Regions from separate parts of the Canis lupus genome. Here region 1 is linked to region 2. A link is a contact called in public Hi-C data. All regions are on one chromosome and are shown on one strand. Each heading gives the region's core, a stretch centred on a gene start, on an enhancer-like site or on the middle of the called end of the contact. The rest is flanking DNA. Distances are from core to core; before and after follow the strand shown.

What was found. Hi-C and Micro-C count contacts between places; a contact is called where the count stands out from the background.
Region 1: a contact with region 2 is called in a Hi-C map of skin fibroblasts, with 2.2 times the contacts expected there. The contact joins the enhancer-like site here to the promoter of SERINC3 in region 2. A contact is called at or near these places in 3 of 9 Hi-C or Micro-C datasets (amygdala, blood and skin fibroblasts).

The regions. Positions count from the first base shown.
Region 1 is chr24:32,699,288-32,705,794 of UU_Cfam_GSD_1.0, reverse strand. It overlaps PKIG (cAMP-dependent protein kinase inhibitor gamma), which reads right to left. Exons shown (of 5, transcript XM_038572412.1): 5 at 2,484-2,506. Among named protein-coding and RNA genes, the nearest start is that of ADA, 37 kb to the left of the region's middle. Within about 2 kb of position 4,749, at least 3 of the 20 cell types and tissues checked have an H3K27ac peak or open chromatin away from gene starts, as enhancers often do. A contact at or near this core is called in blood, where this site is marked.
Region 2 is chr24:32,604,820-32,610,823 of UU_Cfam_GSD_1.0, reverse strand. SERINC3 (serine incorporator 3) reads left to right here and starts at 4,240. Exons shown (of 10, transcript XM_038572401.1): 1 at 4,240-4,406. The coding sequence starts at 4,368. It overlaps PKIG (cAMP-dependent protein kinase inhibitor gamma), which reads right to left and starts at 3,328. Exons shown (of 5, transcript XM_038572412.1): 1 at 3,188-3,328; 2 at 2,749-2,782. The coding sequence starts at 3,285.

The DNA of each region.
Region 1 (6,507 bases), core at 3,500-5,999, 94 kb before region 2:
TTGAGCTAGTTTCAGTTTCAGGGCACACTTTAAAATGTTTCATGGTTATGTACTGCTGGGCAGTGTACTCCTTTTATGTCTTATCTGTTGTTTCATTATTAGGCAAAGTAAGGAAATCTTTGCGCTCCCCACATAAGAGATACCAGGGAAGGCAAAGGTTGATGTATGCTCTGCTTAGCGTTAACACACACCAGCAGGCCACAGACTTGGGAGGACTGGGCAGCCAAGCCTTTAGGACAGGCCAAAGCCATGCCTCGCCTTCCATCTGGGTAGGCATCTGTCTTCTGGACTGTGTTAAGCAAACAGATTCTAAGCCGGGCCTCTATAAGCCCATAGGCTCACTCACTCAGTGAGTCTGGGGTACTGAGCACAGCCCCCAGGCCTGCCTGTGGAAATCACTCGGTGCAGGGCCCAAGGCAGCCTACAACTCTAGCATGAATGCTTCACTTCCTTGCAGTGAACACTGTTCCTTCCCCAGGTCCCGTTTTTAAATGTCTGTCATCCCAGCAGGCAAATGTCCTAGACCCAGAGGACCCAGAGACTTGAGGGATTCCAAATTAGAGAAAATAGGTATTCAAAAGGCCTGGGTCCATGGAAGAGTGGCTACCACTGCAGAGGTAGAGGGGGACAGAAAAGTTTACCAGAGCTGAGGATAAGGGTGCAGAAGCTCTGAGCAAGGCCTCTGGCTGCACGCCCAGTGTGGAAGTGAGGCAGGCTGGTCAGTGAGTAGCCGTTGACTAGGCAACCTCTCCCACCTGCCAAATGCCATGTACCATGTGCATAAGACAAAGATCCAGGTGAGAGAAGCCCACAGCTTGGAGGAGGGGTGCTATGCTAAATGGGATGATGGAGATGGCTGGTAGCAGAGGTGCTACCTCCTGCTTGTGGTCAGGGAAGGTTTCTCAGCAGAGAACAGTCTGGTCTCTAAGAATGAGAGAGGTGAGCCAGGCGAGGGGAGGGCAGGAAGAACCAGCCCGAGGAAGCAGTGTGTTAAGGTCCACAGGGGTTGAGAAACACATGTGTTCTCCTCTGGCTGGGTCAGAGGCAGCAGGCTGAGGTAAGCCATGAGGGGTACAGGCCACAGGACAGGGAGGGTTGACATTATCACTGGAAAAGGGAAGGGGTATGGGGTGTGCTTCCTTCGGCAGGGTGCTGTTCTGTGTTAACTTACTGGTGATCCTGAGCAAGCCACCCAGCCTCTTGGGCCTGTTGGTCCATCTATAACAGTAGTGGGTTGAGTCCATTTCTCCACAGTGTACTCTATACTTAGTTCTGGCCAATAAGCACCAAGGGCTCTAGATTGGAGACTACATTGGGGTTGGGGTGCAGGATTAGACAGTGGCCCTCCAGGACAGCTCTGTGGGAGACACATGGAATCCTATAGTTGCAGTCTGCTGTGAGAAGTGACACAGACGTCACCCCTGAGGAGCTATGGGGACAGGGAGGAGAGGGCTCTACCCAGTGCAGGAGGGTCAGGGAAGGCTGCCTAGAGCAAAGTCCCAGGGCTGACCAGTGCACTGAGCAGAGGAGGTCCACTAGGACAGGAAGGGAAGAACAGATGCCCCAGGAACTATGGGGGTTGCTGGCTGCTATTTCCCCCATTTGTTCAGGCAGCCTGTGGCTTCCAAACAGCTGCTCTCCTGGAGCTCACATTCAAACTCATGAAATCTTGTCATTCAATCAGTGTCAGGGCAGGCCCCTCTGAGCACCTAGTAGGAATTCAGCCATAGGACAGGTGGGAAGGTTTCAGCAGAGGAAACCATGACACAGATGGCTCTGGGGAGGGCATGCCTGTGCCTTGACAGACCAATGGTGGGAATGGGGTGAGGGTAGAGAGCCCCCCAGTTAGATCTGAGAGGAGGGCAGGGCTTGGTCACACCGTAGGGTGCTGTGACAACTCCTGCTTCAATATGAGTGTGACAGGGGGCTTGGGGTAGAGGCATGATAGGACAGGATGGTTTGAAGAAGCCTGCTGGAAGCTGGCTAGCTGGTGGGGAGTGGTGCAGGGAGGCCAAGTGTGTGGGCCATGAGTGAGCCAGGTCGGGGTTCTGGGTGCTGAGGGTAGAGGGACCTGGGATGTGTCTGGGAAGGGAACTGGCAGTACCTGTGGATGGAGGTGGTGGGGAGGAAAGGGAGGGGCCCAGGATGCCTGGCCAGAGAGTTCTCAGGGCCTGAGACACTGGTGCCCTCCAGCCTAGAAACTGGTTAGCCTCTTGGCCATTGACCATGAGACTGGGGCCTGATTTAAAGTGAGCAGTCTAGGACTTGAAGGGCAGCCCCAGAGCCCGGAAGAGGGACTCGTGAGCAAGAATGAAGACCCATGCATTCTGACCTGCTCCCTCAAGTGTCAGCTCGCCCATGTCTCCAGCCAGCTTCCTCACGCTCACAGCCTCGGAATCCCCCTGGATGTCAGGGACCGCGTTTCGACGGCCTGTCCGGTCACAGGAAATGAAATCTGAGTAGGAGGACTCAACCTCCATCATGCCTATCGCATTGCTCCTCAGACCTGTGGGAACAGGGGCAGAGGGACAGGTGAGGCCAAGTGCATCCCAAAGCAAAGACTCCACTTTGGCTCCCAGCATGGATGTCTTTTGACAAAACGATAGTTTTTGCTTTGATCAATGAAGACAAAACGCAGAAGAGTATGAAGAACAAAATAAATCACCCATAATTTCACAGCCAAGAAACTACTATCAACAGTTTAAAAAACATCCTTTGTCTTTCCTCTAAAGTTATTGATAAATATCTAGTATTGGCTATGTGCTGTAGATGCAGCCGTGAACATATCTGCCAGTCTCAGTCCTCAAGGAGCCAGCAGTCTTCTGGGGGCCATAACAAATTGCCTAAATCACCCAAGGGACTACCAGTGCTCAGGGATTCCAGGAGGAAGGCAAGGTACTGGAGTGACTTACCTGGGTCTGACCAAGGCTGGGGATCAGAAAGCAACATTTTAGATGAGCTCCAAGAAGACTTGTTATCTAGACAAGGAGTTGAGGGGAAGAGCATCTACGAAGGCTAAGGAGAGTGAAGGGTATTGTGGGATGCAAGAACCAAAAGAGCCATGGGCTGGATATGCTGACCGAGGGGGCAGGGACACCAAGGATGCTGCTGAGATAGGAAGGGGCCAGATCACATCTGTAAAGGTCACGAAAGATCATATCTGCACTTTCAAAGATGACTCTGGCACCTGGGTTGAGCAGGGCCCAGAAGTGGGCAAGTTGTGGGCTCCTGAAGGTCAGGTGTAAGAAGATGGTTAGTGGAGGAAGGAGGAGGTAGTGGTGCAGATTCTAGATTACCTTGGAGGTTAAATCAATAGGACCTGGTATCTGACTGGTGGGGAAGTGAGCTTTCTGATCCAACTAAGCTGAAGTGTAGTTTACTAAGATGAACAGCAGAGGAAAATTTTGGGGCATGATGGTGAGGTGAAGATTAAGAGTTCTATTTGACCAAACCAACTTGGAGATGCTTGTGAGCCCTGTAGGGGGAGATGCAGAGTAGGTGCTTGGAGTTAACGGGCTAGAACTCACAGAGAGATGGGGAATGGTATGGGGAAGAAAGGAAATTAGAAGTTACTGCTACAGAGATGATTAAGAGCTCTATTGGTTGATAATACAGCCTACAGAGAGAAGAAAACCACATATATAAAGAAGAGCCATATATATTTGAAAACACTGGGGACGGGGCGCCTGGGTGGCTGGGTCATGCTCTCAATCTTTAAAAAAAAAAAGAAAACATCGGGGATTATACTGTATTTTATAGCCTCCTCCGTAGAATATTCTAGAACATGTCATTAAGATTCCCTCTAGATGAGTTTTGTACACACGTACTTGGATGTACCAAGATTTGATCAGTCCTCTAGAAATGAACATAGAGGTGTTTCCAATTTTCTACCATTATAGACAGTACAAGATCTTTATGTAAAGCTCTATGCCTAGCTCTAGTTATTTTCTTAGAGTACATCTCTAGAAGCAGAATTGCTGGGCTAAAGAGAAGGATGAGATGATTTTTAAGCACATTGTTTAGACACATTGCCAAGCTGCCTTTGTGAATAGTATAGGTACTTACGATGACAAAAAATAAGGAGAGAAAAAACTTTTAAATTCTGCACTATTCCTATTTATATTCCCATTTGCGACACATAAGATTGTCCATTTATCTGCACCCTTGCCAACGATCAGTATTGCGATTATATAAAAAATGTTCATCTGCTAGAGGGACATGAACATTTCTCACTGAGCACCTCTGATTTTCTGAAGGCATTCAAATAACACCAGATGGACCTGTACTGATATAGCAAGGTTTCTGAGATAAACTGTTAATTGCAAAACAACACCTAAGATAGAAACTAGTTTCTGTAGGGAAAGAGCAGATATGAGGAAAAAAACTTTGTCAAGTGTGGTTCTTTGTAACTAAGGGGAACTTTTACTTCTAAGACTATTTCTGTAATGGTGGAAGTTCTTATCAGCCCAATCGCATGATGCTTTCATTAGGTGACTGACACTGGCAGAAGGTGCCTGGTGTAGGGGGCTTAGTAAGTGTGGAGAGGGAGTGAGCGTGGAAGGACGGGCTGGGCTGCCAGTATGGAGGGCTGGCCCCACATCTCCCCACAACATCTAGTTCAGAAGACACAACTACAGAATATAGCATGGGCACTATGAGAATGCTCTGCCCCTCTCTGGGCCTCTGTTACCCCATCTGTAAAATAAAGGCAGGGCTTGTCTAAGGCAATCCCCCCAAGCTCCAATAGAGGGTGTGCTCAGACTACTTTTCTTGGCTGCCTTGAGAGAAAGAAGTTGCCCCAGTGCTTGGTCTTCTCAGCAAAAAACAAAACAACAAACTCTCTGAAGTCCCAGATGTGGTTCCTTCTGCAGGTCACAGAAGTTTTACTTCTGCACTCTCCCTCTTGGGAAATGGCTCAAAGCTTCAGAACAGGGGACTGGCCTGTTGCAGTAACAGTAATAACAATAAAATTTCTGACAATTCTAATAGTAATAATAAAGGTAACAGTTACCAAATCATTCTATACTTTCTGTACCTCCCTTACTAAATTGCCACAATAGCCTTCTGAGGTCATCGAGGTGAGCTTATAACCATGACTCAGAAAGGTGGTAGGGGGATCTATCTGGCTCCTGGGCCCAGGCTCATCCTCTGTGTTACATCTGCTGCCAAGCACAAGGGACAGGCCCTGGGAAGGCCACACCACCTCCCCAAGCTCTGTCTCCTCAACTTCTTTCCAACTAGGATGTTGGTTCCATAGAACAGGGATTTCACCATGCCAGACCAAAAGGCCTAATCCAGGCAGCAGAGCCAACACACTCTGGCTGCTGCATCCTTAGATTCTCGACCAGTGCCAGGCAAAGACTATGTGCTCAATAAATAGTTCTCAAATTTCTGTCTACTTACTATCTTCCCTCCATCTCTCTTTCCTTATCTGTGGCGACTCCCAAGTGCTGCCAGGAAAGGTCTCTGTCCATTGTAGACTACTGATATTCTTGTCCATTATCTCTAGGGTCTGACACTGTGGGATGGAGTTATAAGCTCCATCTAAAAGGTCAGCTTCCCATTGGAAGAGACACCCTAGGGCTTTGGCTCCTGCCCTTGCCTAACAAAGTTACCCTGTGCAAAGAGCTGATCCTCCTAGCTCAGAGAGGGAAATGTGCCAAGTGCAAAGCCCAATCCTAGAAAACACCAATGCACCCAGCGTGCTCTGGCTGCCTCTGCCCCATCCTCATCCTCTTGGGGAAGAGGGATTCTAAAGCTGTCTTAGGATTTAGTCTGGGGAGCCCCCTGATCCGCAGCACAAGCACACAATTTCATTTATCTTCAACACTTGAATGTTTGCTCTCTGTTCTTTAAAGTCAACAGCAATGGGGAAATGAATCCTTAGAGTTGGAAACTGCGTCAGAAAATGGTCATTATCAGACTGCTAATGACAGTATAAACTGCCAGAGCCTCTCTGGGGAGTGATTTGCTCAGATGCATTAAGAAACTTCAACTTTTTTCATATCCTTGAGCAGCTCAGTTCATAATAATTGATTCTAAGAATCCAAGTTGTGCATGAGGATAAATGTACAAAGATATTCATATTACTTACAATAGTCAAAAACTAAGATATCAAAATGAGCTCCTATATGGAAAACAGAGAAATATATACATATCTAACTAATTTACAGCCAAATGAAGTATACTTCAGGCATTAAAACATTTGTGATTTTTATTTTATTTATTTTATTATTTTATTTTAGAGAGAAAGAGAGAAAATCTTAGGCAGGCTTCTCTCTGCTGAGTGTGGAGCCTGAGGTGAGGTTCAGTCCCAAGACCCTGAGATCACGACCTGAGCTGAAATCAAGATTTGGACGCTTAACTGACTGAGCCGCTTAACTGACTGAGCCACCCAGGTGCCCCATGTTTCTGAATATTTTTAAAAGACCTGGGAAAATGTTCACAACTGTTAAATAGAGAAAAATATCAATGATAGCATCACAAATTTAAATTACAATTAAAAAT
Region 2 (6,004 bases), core at 2,991-5,490:
CAGACAGATCAATGGATAAAGAAGATGTGATACACACACACACACACACACACACACAATGGAATACTACTCAGCCAACCAAAAAATGAAATCTTGCCATTTGCAAGCAGGTAGATGGACCTGAAGGGTATTATGCTAAGAGGAATAAGTCAGTCAGAGAAATAGAATTCTCATATGATCTCACTCATGTGGAATTTAAGAAATACAACAAGATCATAGGGGAAGGGAAGGAAAAAGAAAACAAGACAAAATCAGAGAGGGAGACAAACCATAAGAAACTCTTAATCATAGAAAACAAACTGAGGGGGATCCCTGGGTGGCGCAGTGGTTTGGCGCCTGCCTTTGGCCCAGGGCGCGATCCTGGGGACCCGGGATCGAATCCCACGTCGGGCTCCCGGTGCATGGAGCCTGCTTCTCCCTCTGCCTGTGTCTCTGTCTCTGTCTCTCTCTCTCTGTGACTATCATAAATAAATTTAAAAAAAAAAAAAAAAAGAAAACAAACTGAGGGTCGCTAGAGAAGAAAAAGGTGAGGGATGGGGCAACTGGGTGATGAACATTAAGGAGGACATGCGATGTAATGAGCACTGGGTATTACATAAGACTGATGAATCACTGAACTCTACCTCTGAAACTAATAATATACTATATGTTAATTAATTGAATTTAAATTAAAAAAAAAAAAAGTCTCCAGGCCTCCCCTGTCCCATCTCTGAACCTAGGGGGTAGAGAAAAATTTCCTCCCTTACAAGGGAAAAAACAACCCAGTTTTGACAATCAACTTGTAAAGATAGGAGGGGCTGCGTTGGTTGGCAGGGGGCTCCTCACCCAGAGGAGATGCTGCTGAGAGGTTTCTGCATGAAGTGGGAAATTGGAGCAGATGATCTGCTTCCCCACTTTTGCCACCTAGAGGAGGTACACTCGACCACTTGGAGTGAGAAACACTGAGAGATGGGCAGGATCCCACAGTTGGGCAGATGAGAAAATGAAACTTTATCAGACCCAATGTTCCTTACTGAACATATATAGCGCTCAAGGAAGATAAACAAATCTCAGACAAGGCCACTTTGTAGTTGGAACAAGGCAAGGACAAGGCCACTGTGGAACCACAAATAATGACAATTTCCTCCTAACATGAGTAAGTCCTGCTTCCTTCTCAATAATAATTCTGGCCCACTTCAATCCTCCCACCTCCTGGGTAAAATTATTAATAAGATACTTAACCATTGAATTGCCCCTGCGACTGTAATCCAATTCAAAACTGTTCCCCACTTGCTTAAACCCTCCTTCTAGTTACCCACCACAAACCCAAATCCTACAATAAGCCCTTACCAATTCCCTCTTAGCAAGGTACCTCATGTTTTCTCTGATGTGAATTCTCCCTTGCTGAACAAGATAAATAAATCTGATTCTTTTTTGAGTACAGGTATGCTCCTGATGGGATTTGATTGTGGACTTTATCGTAGTCTTAGCTTTCTTCAGCCCAGTCCAGCAGTACCCAAATAGGAAGACATAAGAATTTTAAGGGTTACTTGGAAGGGTTACTTTCCGTGATGGAGAAGCAACCTGCCTTGGGCAGGTATTCAGTGGTAGGGGTTATGGGGCTGGGGTGAAGGGCTCAGGTGGGAATTGGGAAAGTTTGAATAATTCTCCTTCCACTGCCATCAGCCCTTTCTGTGGCCTGGGGTAAACCATTTCACTATGAGCCTTTTTCCATTTCTGTAAAAAAAAAAAAAAAAACAGATTGAAATATATTTCTAAGCTTCTTCTAATCTTAATATTCTAGGATTCCAAACTCTAGAGGTTCTTATATTCCGAGATAAATGTTCCCTTCTTCGTTCTCTGTACAACACTCATTACTGTTGCCATATCTGCATACCACCTGCACTTTTATGTATCTATGTGAATCATTTCTCAAAATTTTTTCTTTAAATAGACCTTCAGTTTTTACTTAAATTTCCAGAGTGAAATTTACATCACTTCTTAAATGGAAAACCAGCGTCGCTGAAGCCGCCTTGGCCCCTCAGGCCAACCTCATAATCTAAACTTCAGAAACACTCAGAGCCCAAAGACTGATGAACTAACCTTTCTTTGTGTATCTATAGATTGTGCATTCTTTCCTAGAAATAACATAGCACTTCTGCACCTCACAAAACAGAAACCAGACCCCCTTGCACAAACCCCAGGCACTAAGGAACCAGGCCCCCTTGCACAACCTTCCAGCCCTGTGATAATGTTGGTAAAGCTGGCATGTGTTAGGGCCACTGCATTCCCTTTACTGGTTAACTGCCCTAAACCCCTTTCTAAATCCCTGAGTCAGGCAGAAACCTCAGAGCTGGCCTTCGGACAAGAGTGTGCCTTCTCAGCACTCCCCCTGGGTGGCTCTTGGTTGAGAGCCTGCCTTGGGCTCAGGTCGTGACCCCGGGGCCCTGGGATGGAGTCCCACATAGGGCTCCCCACCGGGAGTCTGCTTCTCCCTCTGCCTATGTCTCTGCCTCTCTCTGTGTCTCTCATGAATGAATAAATAAAATTTAAAAAAAAAAAATAGTGTGCCTTCTCTCCAGGTGGCCAGCCTTTTGAATAAAGCTCCTTATTCCTTTCCAAGCAAAACTCAGTCTCTTGCTATTGGCCTGGAGTGCAACGGACAGCCCACCTTGGGGTTCAGCAACACCGCTTGGTAGAAATGAAAGAATTTCTGCAAGCACACACAAAAACCCTAAGACAAAACAATGTTGTTTAAGATGGGCTTACCTTCTGGAGAGATTTGGAAAATGAAGCCCTCGCCCTGTCAAAAAGGGAGATAAGCAAAGGTTAGAAACACGTTAACTAAGTACTGGTGTCAAACTCTCTTAGGTTTGAAGCAGGACTTTTCTCTGCCTAACGTGTTCATGCACCGCGAGGCCCTTTCACGTACCCTGAGTGGCGTCTACACCTCACATTTTCAGAAACAACGCCCATCCTTCGCAGCTTGAAACTGGTCTTTCAGTTCTCAGATTAAATATAAACGTCTCAGAACACCCTTCTGGGACTAGCACCCCCCCCCCCCAACTACATTACTTTCCCCTCACATCGTAAGCATTAAACTTTTATTGAAGAGTACTCCCTCGTACTACTTTAGGGTACTCATCACAATGTGTCGTGGTGCATGTATGTTCAGACTCTTTTCATACATTTCTGTGCACTTCTGTACCTCCGATCTCGACATATAATGGGTTCCCAGTAAATGCAGGTGAAGTGAAGGAATAAAGCCTTCACAGCTCCTGCAGCTGTGGGTCGCTTTCGCCCCATTCTCCAAGCCTGCTGAGACCAGCCTCCTTCCTCCGCGCGAGACCGGGTTAGCCCCGCCTCCTCCCCCCCCACCCCGCCGGCCACATTAGCCCCGCCTCCTCCACGCCCCCCGAGCAGGCCTAGCCCCGCCTCCTCCCCCGAGCCGGCCACATTAGCCCCGCCTCCTCCCCGAGCCGGCCGCATTAGCCCCGCCTCCTCCCCGAGCCGGCCGCATTAGCCCCGCCTCCTCCCCGAGCCGGCCACATTAGCCCCGCCTCCTCCCCGAGCCGGCCACATTAGCCCCGCCTCCTCCCCCCCAGCCGGCCACATTAGCCCCGCCTCCTCCCCCCGAGCCGGTCTAGCCTCGCCTCCAACCCCCACCCCAGCCGGCCACATTAGCCCCGCCTCCTCCCCCAGCCGGCCACATTAGCCCCGCCTCCTCCCCGAGCCGGCCGCATTAGCCCCGCCTCCCGCCCCCCAGCCCCCCACGTTAGCCCCGCCTCCTCCCCCCCAGCCGGCCACATTAGCCCCGCCTCCTCCCCACGCCGGCCACATTAGCCCCGCCTCCTCCCCCCGCCGGCCACATTAGCCCCGCCTCCTCCCCCGCCGGCCACATTAGCCCCGCCTCCTCCCCCCCGCCTGCCACATTAGCCCCGCCTCCTCCCCACGCCGGCCACATTAGCCCCGCCTCCTCCCCCCGCCGGCCACATTAGCCCCGCCTCCTCCCCCCGCCGGCCACATTAGCCCCGCCTCCTCCCCCCGCCGGCCACATTAGCCCCGCCTCCTCCCCCCGCCGGCCACATTAGCCCCGCCTCCTCCCTCCCCTCTGGGACGGTTTGGCTCCGCCTCCCTCTTAGCGCCGGGTCGATTTGGCTCCACCTTCTCCCTCTGCGCGACGCTGATTTAGCCCCGCCTTCCCCCTCTACCAATGACAGAGGCTCTCTCGGCAGCGGCGGCCGAGGGCGGTGGGCGGGGCCACGCAATGACGCCACCCGCGCGTTTCCGGCCTGAGAAAACGCCGCGTTTCTGAGGCGACGCCTCGACTGGCAGTTACCACCGCGCTAGAAGCCTCCCCGGCGGCCGCCGGCATCAGCAGCGTCACCATGGGGGCTGTGCTGGGCGTCTTCTCTCTAGCCAGCTGGGTGAGTTCGGGGTCTGGTGTCTCTGCGGGACGTGTCGTTTTGGGGAGGGCGATAGGGCGTCCCAAGCTCTGACCCGATCGGGCCTCGGCTGGGGGCTTGTGGGGACGGGCCCTGGGCTGCAGAGCGTATCCGGGGGCGCAGACCCAAATCCGTGATGCCCGCTGCTCCCCGCCCCCGGGTCGGGATCGGGCGGCTCGCCTTCCGGGTTTGTGGGGGGAACGTAGGAGGCCAGGCCGTCATTGTTTACAATTTCGATTGCCCCGCCCCCGCGGGGTTTCCGGCCTCTGGGTTCCTCGGGCGCTGGAACCCGGACCGCGGAATGAGAGTTCCGGGGCGAGGGCGCTCTGCTTCATCTCCCGGGGCCTTCTTCAAGTGGCGTCGTTTAATTTGGGGTGGCTTACGGGATATCGTTATCGCATAGCGCGGATTTCCCCGGGCTACTGAGTGTGTGGCGGAGCTGGGATTTTAACCGAGGCCAGTTTGCAGTTGTGCAAAGGAACAGAAGAAGACCGTGGCCCTTCCCGTAATATGGGGATAATCACCCCAGCATTCATCGCCCTGAGAGCTGCTGTGAGGATAGAGTGAATAAATGGGTGGAATCGCTCGGTAGACTGTAAACGCCATATTTTGCAAGGAAATTTTAGGATCTGTGGAAGAGAATATGGTGAGTTTCCTCACGTACTCCCTCCCGGGGAGTAGGATTTTTTAAAATCACTTATATGTTTCATTACTTCCCAGCTGATGTTCCTTGACCAAAGACTCGATCTCAGCTCATTGCACTACCACTTCTTAGGGACAAAGTGTATTTTCCGTTCTTGAAGCTTGTTGGCCCCAAATCGAAAGGGCGTTTGGTCATTTACAGGTTCCTTGAGAGCAGTGGCTTTCCAATTTTTTGACCTTGACCCGAAATTGAAAAAAAAAAAATAGATTTTACATAGTTTACTTAATACGCCAGTTTTGTGAGATCATTTTTACCTTTAGCATCTGCTGTACAATTTTTCTATCACAGAATAAATCCCGGTAAATTGAATTTTACAACCTAGTAGTGGGTCAGACTACTTGCAAAGTAGATTTAGAAGAAATATATAGTTAGGGTAACTGAGTAAATTTGTAAATTGAAACAAAGATGTCTTGCTCATCCTAATAACCTGAAACGCATTTTGCCTTTGATGTAAAACTAATATTTGAATTAATGCCATCGAAGCATTTCTATCTGTAAACTGCTTTTCTATTTTATTAATCTCTTGTTCAGCAGGAATAGCAAGGAGTGCAGTGTACCAGAGAATGGAATGAGGGAGGGAAGGAATAATGGGAAATGAGGTCGGAAAAGTAGCAGCGAGCCAAATCATGTGGATACCTGCTGTGTGGTCTTAACAGGCCAATTTAAGGACTTTAACTCAAGTGATATGCGGATCCATTGTAGAAAAGAGAAATGATGTGATCTGACCTGTGTTGGAGAACAGATTGTGGAAAAGAAAGGGTAAACCAGTGTAGAGGAGGAAGAACTTTGCTTGCATCCTCTATGGGGTTGGTGGTTGGGGGCCTGCAAATTAAAGTACTGAAAGATTAGCGAGAGAAAAAAAGCACTATGTACACAT